Linked DNA regions of Zea mays: region 2 is linked to region 1. The links are chromatin contacts, called in public Hi-C maps. All regions are on one chromosome and are shown on one strand. Each heading gives the region's core, a stretch centred on a gene start, on an enhancer-like site or on the middle of the called end of the contact. The rest is flanking DNA. Distances are from core to core; before and after follow the strand shown. Region 1 holds the start of LOC103649825 (probable leucine-rich repeat receptor-like protein kinase At1g68400). Region 2 has its middle 10 kb from the start of LOC103649831.

Region 1 (4,744 bases), core at 1,546-4,045:
GCCCTGCTAACATCAGTTGAACACATTATTAGCAGCCGCCGTGATTGAATCAGTGCAGTTGCCCTTACAAGGACATGGTTACTAGTGCCAAAAGTGACAACACAACTGTAGCCGTAAAAGATGCACCAGAACACAGCGTCTTGATCCACTCACGCAAATTAGCACAACTTTTATCGCAACCAAACCAACCCCCGCCGCCGCCGCAGCCGCAGCTACTCTAGGGATCTAGAGTCAGTTAAAAACAGGAACAAGAATCCAGAGCCAAGCAGCCAACGTGAACAATGTACACACACGCACACGCCGATCACCAGATCCAACGGCCCTCGCTAATCCAGCCCACCCCCAAAAAAAACAAGAGCAGATTAAACCAAACAAATAGGCACGCATCACAAGGCAATTCCGAAGAAGGACCAGCAGCGCCAGGCCGCGCCCTCACTGGCTGAGCGCGCCGCCCTCCGACACGGCGGGCGAGTCCGAGACGCCGGAGGACTCGTCCATGGACTCGTGCGACGGCGACGCCGTCTCCCCGCACGCGCGGACCTCGTCGACCATCTTCACCACGTACCCGACCTTGGGCCGCTGCTCGGGCGCCGCGGCCGTGCAGCTCAGCGCCAGCTGCAGCATCGCCACCATCTCCTCCTCGATGCCCTTGTCCTTCATCAGCTCCAGGTCGAACACCTCCGACGTCCACTCCTCCCGCACCACGGACTGCACCCACCGGGGCAGCTCCACCACGACGCCGCCGTTCGGCAGCTCGCTGCCCGGGAACCGCCCCGTCAGGAGCTCCAGCAGCACCACGCCGAACGCGTACACGTCGCCCCTGTGCGACGCCCAGGGCCTGGGCGGCGGGGGCGCCTCGGGCGCGCGGTACCCCGCCGACCGAGCCGCCGCCGCGGCCGGGGACGACCCCAGCTGCGCCAGCCCGCAGTCCGCGAGACGCGCCACGCCGAATCTGTCCAGCAGGATGTTGGTGCTCTTGATGTTGCCGTGCGCCAGCTTCGGCGTGCCGCTGCCCCGCCGCCCAGAGTGGTGGATGTAGGCCAGCCCGCGCGCGGCGCCGGCTGCGATGCGAAGCCGCGCCGCCCACTCCAGCGGCGTGCGCCCGGGGCCCCGGTTACCTGACCATAATAACGCTTCGAAGTCAGCATTTATCAAGGGGATTCCTTTATCAAGACACGACGGAGATGTTAAGCGGATGACTTGCCGTGGAGGACGGAGAAGAGGCTGCCGTTGGGCATGTACTCGTACACCAGCAGCTTCTCGTCGCGGGCGTAGTAGTAGGCGTTGAGGGGCACGATGTTGGGGTGCCGGAGGCGGCCGAGCACGGCCATGTGGTGCTCGAAGTCCTTCTTGGACGCGGCCGCCGGCGTCGCGGCGTCGCGCAGCCGCTTCACGGTCACGACGGTGCCGTCGTCCAGCACGGCCTTGTACGCCGTGCCGCATCCGCCCTTCCCCAGCATCTCCGCGGACGCGCGCAGCAGCTCCTCCAGCTCAAACCGCCTCGTGCGGCCGTCGCTGCAGCTCAGGTCCTCGAGGAACACCATCTTCCCTCGCTCGAACGTCGAGCCACCGGCCGCCGCCGCGACCACCCCGGCGGCGCCGTAGGGGCTCGAGGAGTACACTATCTTCTCCCCCTGCTGGAGTCGCCGGGCGCTTCGCCGGCCGGAGAGGCGCGGCCAGAAGTAGCAGAACAGGAGCCCGGCCACGAGCCCCACCACGGCGAAGTCCCCCGCCACAATTGCCACCACGGCGGCGCGGCTCATCTTCCCCTTGACGCCGCTCGCCGCCTCGGCGCCCGCTGGCTTACCCGAAGGCGAGGACGCCACCATGGCAGAAGCCGGAGGGCAGTCCCCTGCCGCAGACGCGTTCACCGCCGCCGACGCGTTCGGCTGAGGCGCCTCGTCCTTGCAGGGCGGGAGCGGCGCGCTGCACAGGCCGACGTTCCCGCCGAAGGCCGCGGCCGGGAACGACGCCATCGCCGCCGGAATCCTCCCGGACATGAGATTGTTGGAGACGTTCAGCTCCTGCAGCCTCGGCAGCGCAATGGCGTCAACCCCGCCGCTGAGCCGGTTGGAGTCCAGCCTCAGGGTGAGCAGCCTGTCGAGCCGGCTGAGCTCGGGCGGCACGGCGCCGGACAGCTTGTTGGACGACAGGTCGAGCCGGTACAGGCGGTACAGCGCCCCCAGCGACGGCGGAATCGCGCCGGACAGCTCGTTCCCCGCGAGGAACAGCAGCTTGAGCCCCGCGAGCGGCGAGAGGTCGGGGATTTCGCCCGAGAAACCGTTGCCCTTGAGGCTGAGCACGCGGAGGCCGTCCAGCCTCGCGAGCGCCGGCAGCGCGGCGGCGCCGGAGAGGCCGAGGCCCTCGAGCACCAGCCTCGTGACGCGGCCGCCGGCGCAGGTGACACCGCGCCACGCCCCGGCGCACGGCGCCGGGTTCGCGGACACGTTCCAGGTCGCCAGCGCGGCGCCGGACGGGTCCGCGACGAGCCTGAAATCCGACAGAGCCGCGACGTCGGCATCCAGAGAGCCGGCATTGGCGAAGGAACGCAGCAGCAGCAGCAGCAGCAGCGGTGGCAGGAGGAGCAGCAGAGCAGTGCTGCCGTTGGGAGGCATGCTCGCTTCTTTTTGTGGTTTTCTTGGGGGCTCGCGGTTGGCTCGCGCCCGCGCGCTGGTCGCGCTGCTCGCTCCGGTGCAAGTAGGAAATGGACAGCGGCGAGAGAGACGGAGGCACGGTGGGTTGGTTCTTGTCTGTCTGGTGCTCGTCGCACGGACAGTGGCTGCCCTTGTCGCTGGAGCCTTTTGCCCTCCCGTCTTTGTACTGCTTTTATTTTATCTACTGAGCACGGGAGCAGGGAACAGTGAAGCCGCTGCGATCGTGGCCCCACCACATGGGTGCGGTGGCGAACGGCGAGCTTCCCTACCTAGCCGCTTGCAGAGGACTGGAGTGCAGGAGCGACGCAGGACCAAGGCGATGGGAGCGGTCGGATGACGCCTGGGCTCCACACTACCGTTGTTCGGCGTCCTGGCACGTCGTTGTCGCGGTGGGACTTTACTACTCCAGTGGCCTCGGGATGCGTGGTAGCCGACCGCGTGCTGGAGACGATCGTGCGCAATCCGGTGATCATTATGGCGCCAAGAAGTTGCGTTCCCGCGCGCGGTAGAAGTTGGTAGCGCTATGCTCTACTGCTCTCGGACTAAACTTTAAGCGCACCGGCTCACAACATATGGGACGAGATACTTTCCATAAAAATAGGTTCCTCTTAATGCCGGCGTTTTACATAAATAGTATAGAAAAAAAATAAGGAGACTTCATTTAATAAGAGAAAAAGAACAAGACTGAGCAAAAATCCCACTTTGCTAAAAGACTTCAGATCTGTTTGGTTTTTTAGTCTAGGGACTAAAGTTTAGTTAGGAGACTAAAATTTTGTCTCTACCTATTTAGTTTTAAGGACTAAAACTATTCAAAACACATTAGATGAATCATAAGAGTTGTCGAGGACCATAATTAGGGGTACTGTCGGGGACCATAATTAGGGGTACCCTCAAGGCTCCTAATTCTCAGCTGGTAACCCCATCAGCACAAAGCTGCAAAGGCCTGATGGGTGCGATTAAGTCAGGGATCAGTCCATTCGAGGGACACGATCACGCCTCGCCCGAGCCTAGCCTCGGACAAGGGCAGCCGACCCCGGAGGATTTCCGTCTCGCCCGAGGCCCCCCTTCAGCGGCGAACAAATTCCCGGCTCGCCCGAGGCCCTGCCTTCGCTAAGAAGCAACCCTGACCGAATCGCCGCACCGACCGACCAAGTCGCAGGGGCATTTAATGCAAAGGTGGCCTGACACCCTTATCCTGACGCGCGCCCCCCAGCCGACAGAGCCGAAGTGACCGTCGTCACTTCGCCGCTCCACTGACCGGCCTGACAGAAGGACAGCGCCGCCTGCGCCACTCCGACTGCGGTGCCACTTGACAGAGTGAGACTGACAGGCAGTCAGGCCCGGCCGAAGGCTCCATAGGAAGCTCCGCCTCACCCGACCCCAGGGCTCGGACTCGGGCTAAGTCCCGGAAGACGGCGAACTCCGCTCCGCCCGACCCAGGGCTCGGACTCGGGCTAAGTCCCGGAAGACGACGAACTCCGCTCCCCCCGACCCAGGGCTCGGACTCGGGCTAAGTCCCGGAAGACGACGAACTCCGCCCGACCCAGGGCTCGGACTCGGGCTAAGTCCCAGAAGACGACGATCTCCGCCTCGCCCGACCCAGGGCTCGGACTTGGGCTCGGCCCCAGAAGACGACGAACTCCGCTTCGCCCGACCCAGGGCTCGGACTCCGCCCCGGCACCAGCCGGCAATCTCCGCCTCGCCCGACCCGGGGGCTCGGACTCGACCTCGGCTTCGGAGGAGCTTCCACATCATCCAACCTAGGGCGCAGACCAGCCACGTCAGCAGGAGGCGCCATCATCACCCTACCCCGAGCTGACTCGGGCCGCAGGGAACAAGACCGGCGTCCCATCTGGCTCGCTCCGCCAGATAGGCAATGATGGCGCCCCGCATGCTCTGTGACGACGGCGGCTCTCAGCCCCCTTACGGAAGCAAGAGGACGTCAGCAAGGACTCAACCGCTCCGACAGCTGTCCCTCCGCCAAGCTCCATCGCTCCTCCGACGGCCACGACATCACACCAGCTGGGTGCCAAGATCTCTCCGGCTGCCACAACGGCATGTACCTAGGGCGCTAGCTCTCCTCCGCTAGA
Region 2 (4,744 bases), core at 656-3,155, 350 kb after region 1:
AACCAGCGGTCGGGAAGATGAATCGCCACACAAGGAACGTGCAACCGTCCCGCGGTTATGCGCCTCTCCATATTCGCCAAAACCAGCGGTCAAGAATGCAAACCGCCACGCAGAAAGCGAACAACCGCCCCGTGGTTGTACGCCCCCTTGGCTTCGCGCCAGTCGGCGGTTCAACATGTGGACCCAGGCCCACATGTCATGTAACCGGCGCACCGGTTGCTGAGTGCGGAAAAATCGCACCGCCGCTTGCGCCAATGCCGCGCCCCCTCGGGAACCGTCGTAAAAGACTGAAAGGATAAGCTTTCAGAACCGATGCAGCGACTCGAGGCACCCCGCGCATGGCTCAACAGTGATATTAAATACAAAGGTCACGGGCCAGTCAGTCGTGGGAACGGGCGTGACAGTTGGCGTAGCCATAGGCGGGGCGACAGTAATTGCACCAACAGGAGCGCAAGAGCAGCAAACAGATCGCCAATCAGACTCTGGCCCCACCTGTAGGCTCGCATCCTCCCCTGAGGCGGGCCTGGGGCCACTGTCAGTACCCTTGATCAGGGGTACCTTCTCCTACAGCATGAAAGCACCGCATCCGTACAACACCTCAAGGCCACGTGGGGAATAACGCCCAACCCTACCACACGGGCAGGTCCAAGGGCACCACGTGGCAGGAAAGGTAGCGCATCCCAGTCTTCACCGTTGGGTCCGGACCCCCACAAAAGGACACCGGACCCCTATACGTACAAGTCTAGAGCCCCCAAGAAGGCATGCCAGGTCCCTTGGAGAGGCCCCAGTCCCCCTCCAAGGGAGGTCCGGGCATTAGCAAGGTCCCGGGACGGGAAGGACCCTGGCATGAGGGGGGATCCGGTGCTGGCACGTGTCCTGGCCTAGCCCGACGCTTCCCGCTATTGGCGCGTGGCTTGCGACATAAGCCAACGGGCCAAGCCCGACGCAAAGCCCACAAAGCCGTGCAGCCTCTGCATTTATTGCCGAAAGGACGCGCCGCCTGCCACCACGCTAACGGGCGACGTGCTCTCCCAGCATTTAATGCGTCCTGTCCAATCCGATGGCAGGCGATGTCAGGGTCATCCAGCAGGCGGCGCGCCTGACCGGTCTGTTGACAAACAGTACGCCTATGCCGAGCAACGCACTATACTCATCGTCCCTTCTACGAAAAGCCTCCCCTGCATACCGAGGATACGGAGATCTCGGGTGTCAGGGCACTAGAAGATTGCACCTGTAGCAAACGTTTGTGTCTCCAAGTACTGTAATCACTATGTCCCTGGGCCCACATGTCGGGGCTCAGTACCTTTGTGCATGCCCCCTTCGGCTATAAAAGGGGAGGCATGTAGCGTCACAGGACAGATCCAACCCTAGGCTCCCTTAGACACTCACAAGTTTATACAAGCTCTCAAGCAATACAAGACACTGTAGAGTAGGGTATTACGCTCCTGCGGCCCGAACCACTCTAAACCCTCGCGTGCTCTCGTATGTTCATCCATCAATCTCGTAACAAGCAAAACGCTTAGTCCCCTCCTTTTCTCAGGATTTATGGCGGGTGCAATCCGCCACCCGGTCGGAGAGATTTCCTCTCCGACATATGCTATATATTTTATATACTATAAAACCACTTCTATGTAATACTATAATCAGTTATATATGTGTTAAGACAACTAGACTAGGATTTATATAAAAAATTATGCTTCACTAAAATTTTAAATACTCATACTTTAAATTCTAGGCCTCCCTTGTGTAGTTGTGTTTGGTTGGCCGACGGATCCGCCCACAGGGAGGCGAAGGCGATGCTGAGAAAAAGTGCAAAGGGAGAAGAGACAGTGCAGGTGACAACACACGCTAGCGCGTCCTTTTCCTCGCTCTGACACTCGTGTCCGCCTGCTCCGCTGGCAGGCAGGAGCAGGAGCGGATCGATTAGTCAAAGCGGCGGTCGTCGAAGCGACTCCGTGATGCGGACGCTGGCTGGGCCAAGGGCCAACATGACCGGCGGTCTGCCTCGGCCGGAGCAGGATCCACACCACCGACGCCGTGTCGCCGACACCCTTCTCAAGTCAGTGTCACACACGCAGCACAATCTCTTCTCCCTGCCCAGCGTCCAATGCCAGCAGCAGCCTGCCCAACCCGGGCCACTGTTGCAGTTTGCGGCTTCGGCAAGCAAATGTTTCGCAGTGCTTTCTCGTTGCTCTCACTCTCTCAGCTAGATCGGATCGGGGTACGCATCTGGGAATCTGCCGTCGCAGTCGCTGTGTACGCATACAAATGTTCTCACTTTTTCATGTGTTTAATTAAACATAAAAAATGTTACTACTCAAGAAGCCAGATTTCATTATTTCTGTAGTACTCGTAAGACGTTGAGAGACTATATTTTCGTGAACTTTCGTGAATTTCTATCGGCTCAACTCAAACTAACCCAGTCCAAAGTTCAAAATGCGGTCTCCTCCTTCAAACAGCGAAAAGTCGTCGGTGGTTCAGGATCTCCATGGATTCTGAGACGTTGGAATCCAGTACAGATCGTATTATCAGCTTACGTTGATAGTGTGAGATTTTGACACAAAATCTAATATAAAATTCAGGAGCTATTTCCTATTTGGCTAAGGGCATGAACCAAACAGATCAAAGGATAACAGCGCTGCCGCTGCAGCTGAGTTGAACTTTCAGCTACGGTGAAGATTACCTACTCGGCTGTCTCGATTACCCATCCTATCTTATATTCCATCTTGTTTTTTTAAATTTTACTTCATTGAACTATACAATCTATAATTTAAAACAGTATTCTACGTGAGTATATGCATGATTCACTGGAGACAATAACAGAGCCACAGCTTATTCAGCTACCGGGTTTCACAACGGCTTCTGTTACTGCTGTGTCATCTAGCTCTCACGAAATAGTATACCAACAGTCTTACAGTCAGCAGCTGTGATTACCAGTAGAGAGCAATTGAGACTAGGGATAAAAACGGAACAGATACAACCGGATATAGGGTTATCCTGTATCCTACCCTAATGTATTTCTCTCGGATATAGGATCAGATACTGATAGTTAAGATTCAGGACAAATACAGGACGGAACCGGGTAATAATCCGGGTGGGTAAGAAACAGATAACAGATACTACTCGGGTAGGTACCAGATAGTTGTCGTGTAGTTCATCCCAATGATATTAATTGCCCAACCATCCAACAAACACATAAATTAAGCAATACATAATCATGTATATGATAGATCCAAACCGATAAAATTGACATCATGCAGTTCAAAGTTACTAATCACAAGTATATTGTGTAACCAACATCACAATATTAAAAATTCATAAAATATTCTAGTTTCACTCAAAAAATGCAAATAAGTTACAAAAACTAATAAACATTTTATACGAAGATAACTAAAGTCCTCGTATAAAAATGATAAAGTAAAGTACTGATTATGTTGGAACTTATATAATTACAGTGATTTCATATGTAACTCATACAAATAAGTGAAAGTGAAATAGAATAAACGTGGTCATCTTATAGATCTTATGATCCAAACATTTTTTATGGGTATATATGGACATATGTTGTGCCTCCGTAAAATTTCACAATATTTTGAGGCTATTTATGTATTATTAATTTTTTGTCGTAGAAAATCATCAAAATACAATTAAATCCATAAAACATTGTAGCGTCCAACGAAAATTACAAATAAGTTACCAATACTAATAAATAGTTTATAAAAGTTAACCTTAAGTTCCCACATGAAGATAACCTTAAGCCCCCACATAAAAATGATAAAGTCTATAAATTTTGATATTATTTCAATAATTTTGGCCTAAAGGTGTATTTAAACAAAAAAATGATGTACTACAAAGTTATAGATCTCTTCGAGCTCTACAATTTTTATATAAACTTTATTTTCATTCGATTTCATATGTAAAAGTTATGATTTTATAACTATATTGTGCACAAAAATAAAAAACGAGTATCGAATATCCGATCCCGTCGGCATTTTAAACCAATCGCAGAGATTGAAAATATAAACTAATTATATCTGATTGCAATAACTAGGGATGGATTCGGATGTCTGGAGATCCGAATTATCCGTATTCGTATTCGGATAAAGTGCTAATATGGATATCCGTATTCGTATTCGATTTTAATATGGATGTTAAATAGACATATTCGAATTCATTTTTTCTCTATCCGTTTTAAGATTCGTATTCGACAACATTTGACAAAAACGTGAAATATCAGATACTATTCGTATCCGAATTAAAAAAACAATTTAAACTTACTTTTATTACTAATTACTAATTACAAGTGATTTTAAACATTAAATAATATACTAAAAATTGAAGTACACCATTAAAATGTTAAAAATATTTATATCATAAACAAATGACTGTATTAATCTTACATTAATTGTGATATACAATGATAAATTTTAATTAATATTAAAATTCTAATTTTGAATACATTCGATTATTGGAGTTTTAGAGTCCAAAATACAAATATACTTAATATAAAAAAGATTATATTTAGAGTCCAATATAAATATACCAGGTATAAATAATTTATTTAAAATATGATATTCAACTAAGTTTCAACTAAATAATGTATATGTATTATTGTTCATAATTTGTTTGTAATATGATTTTTATCAACTATAAATCCATCGATAAAACAAATTAATATTTGTTATGATGCTATGTTCCAAATCAAGTAAGTATCCGAATGTAAATCTGAATTCGAACTATCCGT

Evidence for each region. Hi-C and Micro-C count contacts between places; a contact is called where the count stands out from the background.
Region 2: a Hi-C map of bundle sheath shows a contact between it and region 1, with 4 times the contacts expected there. The contact joins the enhancer-like site here to the promoter of LOC103649825 in region 1. A contact is called at or near these places in 5 of 25 Hi-C or Micro-C datasets (bundle sheath, ear, endosperm and 2 more).

Annotation. Positions count from the first base shown.
Region 1 is chr3:21,619,078-21,623,821 of Zm-B73-REFERENCE-NAM-5.0, forward strand. LOC103649825 (probable leucine-rich repeat receptor-like protein kinase At1g68400) reads right to left here and starts at 2,796. Exons shown (of 2, transcript XM_008675529.4): 1 at 1,205-2,796; 2 at 17-1,118. The coding sequence starts at 2,615. The coding sequence ends at 433.
Region 2 is chr3:21,968,381-21,973,124 of Zm-B73-REFERENCE-NAM-5.0, forward strand. No RefSeq gene overlaps it. Among protein-coding and RNA genes, the nearest start is that of LOC103649831, 10 kb to the right of the region's middle. Within about 2 kb of position 1,906, at least 19 of the 20 cell types and tissues checked have an H3K27ac peak or open chromatin away from gene starts, as enhancers often do. A contact at or near this core is called in bundle sheath, ear, endosperm and 2 more, where this site is marked.